Regions from separate parts of the Gossypium hirsutum genome. Here regions 1 and 3 are each linked to region 2. A link is a contact called in public Hi-C data. All regions are on one chromosome and are shown on one strand. The core of a region is the stretch at or near the end of the contact, and the rest is flanking DNA. Distances in the headings are between cores, read along the strand shown. Region 1 holds the start of LOC107950692 (stearoyl-[acyl-carrier-protein] 9-desaturase 6, chloroplastic). Region 2 holds the start of LOC107950689 (vacuolar protein sorting-associated protein 45 homolog). Region 3 holds the start of LOC107950683 (eukaryotic translation initiation factor).

What was found. A called contact is a pair of places that touch in the nucleus more often than the background predicts.
Region 1: a contact with region 2 is called in a Hi-C map of leaf, with 1.7 times the contacts expected there. The contact joins the promoter of LOC107950692 here to the promoter of LOC107950689 in region 2. A contact is called at or near these places in 2 of 34 Hi-C or Micro-C datasets (both in leaf).
Region 3: a contact with region 2 is called in a Hi-C map of leaf, with 2.2 times the contacts expected there. The contact joins the promoter of LOC107950683 here to the promoter of LOC107950689 in region 2. A contact is called at or near these places in 2 of 34 Hi-C or Micro-C datasets (leaf and petal).

Annotation. Positions count from the first base shown.
Region 1 is chrD03:23,976,008-23,978,707 of Gossypium_hirsutum_v2.1, reverse strand. It overlaps LOC107950692 (stearoyl-[acyl-carrier-protein] 9-desaturase 6, chloroplastic), which reads left to right and starts at 1,326. Exons shown (of 2, transcript XM_016885592.2): 1 at 1,326-2,119; 2 at 2,414-2,700. The coding sequence starts at 1,520.
Region 2 is chrD03:23,620,224-23,622,967 of Gossypium_hirsutum_v2.1, reverse strand. It overlaps LOC107950689 (vacuolar protein sorting-associated protein 45 homolog), which reads right to left and starts at 1,423. Exons shown (of 14, transcript XM_016885584.2): 1 at 879-1,423; 2 at 1-722.
Region 3 is chrD03:23,125,558-23,128,257 of Gossypium_hirsutum_v2.1, reverse strand. It overlaps LOC107950683 (eukaryotic translation initiation factor), which reads left to right and starts at 1,381. Exons shown (of 11, transcript XM_016885577.2): 1 at 1,381-1,895. The coding sequence starts at 1,719.

The DNA.
Region 1 (2,700 bases), core at 77-2,576, 360 kb before region 2:
ATTCTATAAAAATTTGGAAACAAAGAAAAATTGTTTTGAATATAAAGAATTCAATTTATGTTTAGATTTGATTAAGGATATGACTTTTTATATTGATTAGTTAGATCCAATTTTAGTTTCAAAATTAGGTTTATTCAAATCAAGATTTGATTAAGAATGATTGGTATTCGATTTTGAGTGAAATTTAATTTAGGAATAATTTGAAAGAAACAAGGACTTGATTTGTTTGGTGGGAAAAGATTATATTTTTTTCGTGAAGAATATGAGAAGATAGAAAAATAAAGGGGAAGAAGAAAAGGAAAATAAACAAAATTAAATTGTTAAAAAAATAAAAGTATAGAGACTAGTTTTAACAAATGAAAAAGATAAAAAAAATATCTTAAAAGAAATGGAGAAAGGAGAAAAACAAAGAAAGACACAGAAGAGAATGAAAAATAAAGAAAAAAAGAAAGTTAAAAGAACATAAAAGAAAAAAAATTAAATTACTCAAAATGAAAAAAAATATAAGGACCAATTGTATAATTTAACTTAAAATTTTCATTTGAAATGATGATTTAACGTGCCACGTCAGCTTACCATTACACTGTTAACAACAATTAATTGCTCAGTGACTAAAATGTTCTAACATGATAACGTAAGTGATTAAAATGTAACATTTCAAACATAAGTGACTAAATAAAAGGGACTATTTTAACAATTTACCCTTAATTTAATAATCTTTTTTCACCCACTTTAATATAATATTATATATATTTGTAGGTATGAGATTTAGGAGGAAATGAAAGAATAAAATAGAAGCAAACAGAGCTTTAGTTACGTTTTTACCACAAAATCAGACACACTTTTAAATCGAGATTGGATCGGCATTTGGCTTTAGTATTTAAAGAACAAATAAATGACAAATGGCATCGGCTGTCAATTAATTTTAGCTTTTTCAAAAACACAGCCCACCAAACTCTCCAAACTTCGGTATTTACAACCCACAGAAATATTTTACGTTTACTAACGCCTCCCTCCCCTTCTCCACAAAAAACCACAGCACCGCACCCCTTGTTTTTCATTCTCCACCCTCCCCACCTTTCTTTCCTTTCTTTTTCCTAATTTACTATCATACCCTTTTCTCTCTCTGTTGAAGTAAATAAAAAATAAAAAAAGCGATAATCTTTTCTCACAAGTAATTTATGGTTCCTATAACAAAATAATTGTACAAAAAAAAATCAGAATGATGAAAATTTGGTCATCTACTCTTATTTGAAACGAATTCCTTAAGCAACAGAACATGCTCTAAATTCCACAAAGTTGCTAAATCTACTTTAATCTAAACCAATTTTTTTTTTTTTTATAAAAAAGGAAAAATCAATTTCACAAACTAATGAAAATGAAGTCCTGAATGGCACCACTGCAATTAAAGTAAAGGACTGGGTCAAATATTCTTTCTTCAGATCTATATATAATATTGCAGTATTGCTATCCATGGTAGCAAAAATTCTTGAGACACTGACTCAACTACACTGCCACCATGCAATTCACACACAGCCTAGTCTCTACCAAAACTCTGCCTTGGAGGATCCCAGATGTCCACTGCCGCCGCATCCCTCCACCAACCTCCACCGTCAGATTCTCCCCTATCTCTGCCGTGGCGGCAGCTCCTCCAAAACCTCAAAAAACCCACTCCATGCCACCTGAAAAGCAAGAGATTTTCAAGTCACTAGAAAACTGGGCTACCCAAAATGTGTTACCGCTGCTCAAACCTGTGAAAGAGTGTTGGCAACCCCAGACATTCTTACCTGACCCTGCATTGCCGTTGGGAGAGTTCAACGAGCAAGTGAAGGCCCTGAGACAACGCACTGCGGATCTGCCGGACGAGTATTTCGTGGTGTTGGTGGGGGATATGATTACGGAGGAAGCCTTGCCAACGTACCAGACCATGATCAATACACTTGATGGGGTGAGGGATGACACTGGGGCTAGCTCCAGCCCCTGGGCAATCTGGACTCGGGCTTGGACTGCTGAGGAAAACAGGCATGGGGATTTATTGAAGACTTTCTTGTATTTGTCTGGGAGGGTTGATATGCTTATGATCGAGAGGACTGTGCAGTATCTGATTGGATCTGGCATGGTGAGTTTCTTTTTCAATACTTGTCAGTCTTCATACACGTTTTAGATTAAATTTATCTGTTCTTAATCATTCTTGGAGTATTGTCAATGTTATTATGCAAATTAATTGGTACACTGCATTGCAATTTCAGGATATTCAAACCATTTAATCTTCAATAAAGAAATGAATCTGAAAACACCACAATTTGCACTTAAATACCCTAATGCTACTAATCAAGAAGCATAGATGTTTGATGAATTATAAGTGAGAAAAAGTAACGCATGTGACATCCATACATTTGTTTTGGTTTGACAGGATCCTGGAACCGAAAACAACCCATACTTGGGTTTCGTGTACACTTCATTCCAGGAGCGAGCCACGTTCGTGTCCCACGGCAACACGGCACGGTTAGCCAAGGAAGATGGGGACCCAGTCCTGGCACGCATCTGCGGCACCATCGCCGCAGACGAGAAGCGGCATGAGCTGGCCTACTCAAAGATCATTGAGAAGCTACTCCAAGTAGACCCAACGGAAGCAATGCTAGCGATCGCGGATATGATGAAGAAAAAGATAACAATGCCTGCACATTTGATGTACGACGG
Region 2 (2,744 bases), core at 174-2,673:
CGGCTGCCAGTTTTTGGTCGGCATGCCAACTGGCAGCTGCTGATACTATTTGCAAAGTAGTAGAATCATGCTCCAAGGTAAGCCTCAAAAAATCTGATTGTATAGAAACCTCTAAGTTCCATTTAACAAGTTTTAATATTTTCACTCCATCCCCAAAAGAAAGAGATAATTCAGTCTCCTCTAACAAGTCTTTAGTATTTTTCAGTTTACCCATCACCGTATTGATCATACTCATATCAAACTTTTCTTTTTATCTAACCAACACCAGCTATTTTTTTTGTAACTAGAAAATTAAACCACTATTAAACTGTCAAACCCCTCTAACCTATCTCCCCTTTCCAAATTATCCACCTCAACACATGGATTTTGACTAATCTATCCATCAAATCAATAACGTAATTTATGGAGATAAATTAGCTATTGAATCCCCAGAAATTTGCCGCATATTATTTGTTTCCAAAAAAATAGGTGTCTTTTCCAAACTTGCTTCCTTCTTCTTATGTTAATCCTTTCTCGGTACCTCCGTAGAAGAGCCACCATCTTTACTCATCGCTTCATCACCCGTATAATAACACTGATTCATTGTCTTTTTCGTCGAGAAACTAAACTTTAAACTTTTTCTTCTTAATAAAGATGATTCAGCTTTAAGCACCAAAGAATAAGGAAGATCATCTTCCGCCTTTTTATGATCTTCAGACGAGATCGCCATATAGTCCTTAACCCTATGACCCAAATGACCACAACCAAAGCAGAAAGTCAGAAGATTCTCATATTTGAAAGAGAGCCAAAATTTTCCCTGATTATCTGATGTGACAAAAATCCCTCTACTCAATGGTCTTTACACATCTAAAGATTAACTTTTAATCGGTAGAACTCACCTTTGATTTCTGATCGAATTACTCCCCCAAAAGTGGAACCAACAGCATGCATCAAGTCCTTTTTATCACACTCTGGCGGACACGGGTCAATCTTTAGCCAGAAAGGCAAAAAGATAAGGTGGATCTTATTTCGTTCGATAGATTGTAACAGCCAATCAAAAATAATTAATTGTTTTCAAAAAAACCATGGGCAACCTTCCAAAATCTACTCTAAATCCTCTTCAGCTTCGAACATTATCATGAATAAATTTTGTCCAGCAACTTGAATCTCGAACTTCTTTTTGGTTTTCCATATACTCTTCTTTTGTGCTCTCAGACTATCCGGATTGTAAGTTTTCCTAGTCTAGATAGAACAAATCAACGTTGGATTTTCAGACGGAACTACTAACGAACTTTTCACCGTTAATTGAATCAGTTCTTCTTCAAGAAAGGATATCTCATCCCCCCTTCCATACTCCCAAAGTCACCACTCGCCTCCTACCCAACCACAGTACTTACTGTTTCTTTGGGAGAACTAAAAGAGAGCACTCTCTAATTTTTAAGTTATAATCTGCCTATCAAAATCAAAGTTTTATAAGTTCATATGAACAACAAATAAAATTTCATGTGTGTAATTGCCACCAAATTGAAGCTCATATATCAAATTGCACATTGAATGAAAATTTAAGTGTAAAGTTGATTTATCCCTATAATAAAAGAAAGGCTTAAGGGTAAAATAAACCCTTAGTAAAAAATGAAAAAAGAAATCAATTGAGCCCTTAAAAAAGAGTGCATTCTATTGAGTCATTAATGATAAAAAATAATAATCAATTGGACCCTTCTGTTAATGGAAACCGTTAGTTGATTGGATTGACCATTAAAAGTGTGACTAACGATAGCCATCAAGAGACGACATGTTGCATGCCACGTGAAAGGATGTTGATGTGGCAAGCCACAACAACATTTTTTTTAAGAAAATTATAAAAATAATAATTAATAAAAATTACATCTTGAATGAATCCAGACATATGGTTGTCCAAATTGGTTCTAGATGAGTTCAAAACTAAAAAAATTAGAAATTATAAAAAAAATATTAAAATTTATTTAATAATTAATAAAAAGAAAAAATATTAAAAAAGAAAAAAATCAAATATATATTTACTTTTTATTAGTAATTTATATATATTTGAATTTTAAAAATTTCAAAGTGAAAAATTAAATTAATAATTTTTATTATGTATATATAAAAATTTATTATTTAAGCCAAATATATCTATAAAATTGAGATACCATATCATCTTGTATCCCATTCCAATAATTGTATGCCATAACATTATTTCCTTTCATCTTATTGTAGGGACCACCTAAGATAATATATATTATTAATAAAATTAATGTTTCGAAGTATAAACAAATTAAGAAAATATGGTAAATTTAATTAAAAATAAACAAAAAAAATTGCTTCCTGCCTTACAACCATCATAATATGAATTTTTAGATTCACTCTTTTTATTGAGAAATTATTTTATGGACCCTTTCCACCACATCATTTATGGTCCCGTCCAATTCAAAGAGGACATATAATCTTTTTTTCCACATTATATGTATATTTGGACTAAACTTCTAAACCAAAGATGATGTGTCCTTTTTAATTGGATGAATGATGTGGTGAAAATGGGCCATAAAATAATTCATCCTTTTGATTCAACTTCTTTTTACATCCATCTTTTTTATTTTTTAAAATTTTAGAAATATTAGGTGATAATCATTTGGAGGTAAATTGATACATTCACGGATGAGATAAAATTTATTAAATTTCATTTATCAAAGTTGTCAATTTTCAAGTTTGGAAAATCAGTTGAATTGTAACCAATTTTTTATGGGATC
Region 3 (2,700 bases), core at 132-2,631, 490 kb after region 2:
ATCGGCATATGGCATCCATACAAACTGTAGTACGAATTTATAAAATTTAACACGTGCCTGATATTTAATTTCAAATATTGTAGTATGGGTTGTTGATCTAATGCTAGCTAGATTTCCTCGAGCTCGGTTGGTATACTTGTGTGTCTCGTGCAATTGTTCCACCTATTCAAATAATATGTTTTTTTTTCAAATTTATAATAATGAAATAAATATTACGGTAATTATATTATCAAATGAATTTTACCATATTACAAGTGGGAATTCATAAAGGGGTCTCCTCGGGCTGTAAAAATGGTAATCGATACCATGCTCACAGTTGATGAATAAGCACCCAACTGTCAATTTTAACTTTTTCTAGTTTTGTCGCCTGACACATCTCTCAGTCTAATGTTGCTTGCACCGATGATCCCCAATTGAGTCGTCCCACTTTTTTCAAGTCAACTAGTAGTAATAGTCACCTTAAATGTACCAATTCTCGAGATTTATCTAGCATAAGTAGACCCCCGATCAACCTCAAGATGAATGCGCACGCGAATTGTTATTTTTCAACATCACTCGCGGAGGCCATTATATGTTTGAAGTTGCCCTCCAACCATCTCATCTCGATCTGACTACCCTTAAACTTGTTCGATACCTTCCTTAGTAGTTGCTCGCATGTTGCACTCCAATCGACACTTGCCACTAGCCCCGTAACTAATTTCCCATCGACTGGTAGACTGAGTTTTAAACCAACGTCCTCAAATGTACACTCACCGTAGAGAAGATGGAATGTGTGTCTCGGGTCTCCATCTTTCCACCAAAACACTGATAAGTGGGGGATCCAATTTAGTCCCTTGAGCATGCGAGCCACGTATGAGAGTCTCTTATCTCGCAAGTGTCCATGAATTGCAACTAATGCACTCACACTTAAATTGTGTATGTCTCAAAAATCCAATCTTAGACCTGATTATATAAACATAAAAAATTAATAAGGTTAACAACATAATAAATAGCTAATTAAAATTAAATAATTTAATAATATTTTCTTATAATTTGTAATTGAATGTCAGAGATGTACTTATCATCCAACCGGATAAATTGATTTGCCAGTTTACATTATAAGGAATAAAATAAAATCAAATAGAATATAATTTAGAAAAAAAATATTGAAAGAATTGAGAATCGATATTTGAGAGAATAAATTCATATTCAAAATAATGAAATTTAGAGGAATTTATATAAGAAAAAAATATGAGGGATAGAGTGTAATCTTTGAACTTGTAACCGTTACAAGAAAAAAAAATATAACATTGCCCTAATTTACTCAATTTTAAAACAAAAACAGCATATATGTTTAATTCACCCCGAATAGTGTAATAAAAAAACCTGGAAAAGGAAAAATAAAGGGGAGGGCGGGGGGTTTACTATTTACAAATAAAGAAGGTGATGGAAGCGTATTTTCCAAATCACCTAGAAAAAGGAAAAATAATAAAATCTCCAAAATAAGGGTTTCTTGTTGGTGTGTGTCTGCCGTCCTCACATACTTCCTTTCTCTTCTCTTCCCTTTGCTCTCCCGCAGAAGAGAGGGAATATCTTATTTTTTGTTTCTTGGCTCTCTATATTCCCAAATCTTAATTTTTATTTTTCGATCTCTTTATATTCAGATTCAGTGTTTTACACATCGCTTCTGTTTCTGATCCGACGACGGAGATTGAGTTTCTTGTCAAAAAGACCGAGGTATGCAGCAGGGTGATCAGATGGTGTTAAGCTTAAGACCTGGTGGTGGTCGAGGGAGCAGACTCTTTGGTGCTCCCTCTTCTTCATCCTCCTCCTCTTCGTTAGCCTTTGGTTCCCTTTCTTCTGATCTTCCCGTCTTTCGTCCCCATGCTGGTGCTCCTCCCGCCTTTTCTATCAAGGTTCTATCTTGTTATCCTTTCTCTATTCAGAACCCATATCTCAGTTTTTCTGGATCTAGTCTTTTTTATATCTCTTATTTTATTGGGTTCTGATTGATTTTGTCTGGGTTGGTCTTTTTAGATGTTTTGGTATTGGATTTGAATGGTTGTTCCTTTTAAATTGCTAGTCTGCCAGCTGTTAGTTAGGCTGTGCACTTTGGAAGATCGACGATATTAGCAAGTAGATTTGAGTTTACATTGCTATTGTTGGTTCTATAACTTACGTTTGAGATAAATATTGCTTTTGTTTTTTGTTTGAAAGGCTCTAATTTATTCCTTTGTGCTCTTAGTAGCAAACCTGGTATTCTCCGAATTTCTTTTAGCACTTACCAACGAATGAATATAGAAATGCCTATTAGTAGAATTAGCTTTGCCCTAATTCTTCATTGGGCACTTAGTATTTCTGCTTGCTGTAAACATGGACAAGGTAAATTGTGATGGCTTTAGGTCATGTCTGAGCTTTTTTTGCCCATAAAGGACCACTTCATATTGTTTATACAGATTTTTCCTAATTGTGGGTTAATCCTCTTTTCTGTGTTCTTATGGCTATGTACGATGATATTTTGATATATTTTGATGGTAATGTACGGTGATATTTTGATATGCAATTTAATTGGATACATAGTGATCAAGTAAACCTACTTGTGGAGTTTTTTTAATCTCCATTAATGGTTTGTATGAGAGCATAATTTATTGTTATAATTGCCACTTTATGTTTTCTTGTGTGTTGTTCTATTGGGATTGTATGGTCCACTGCCTAAGTCAT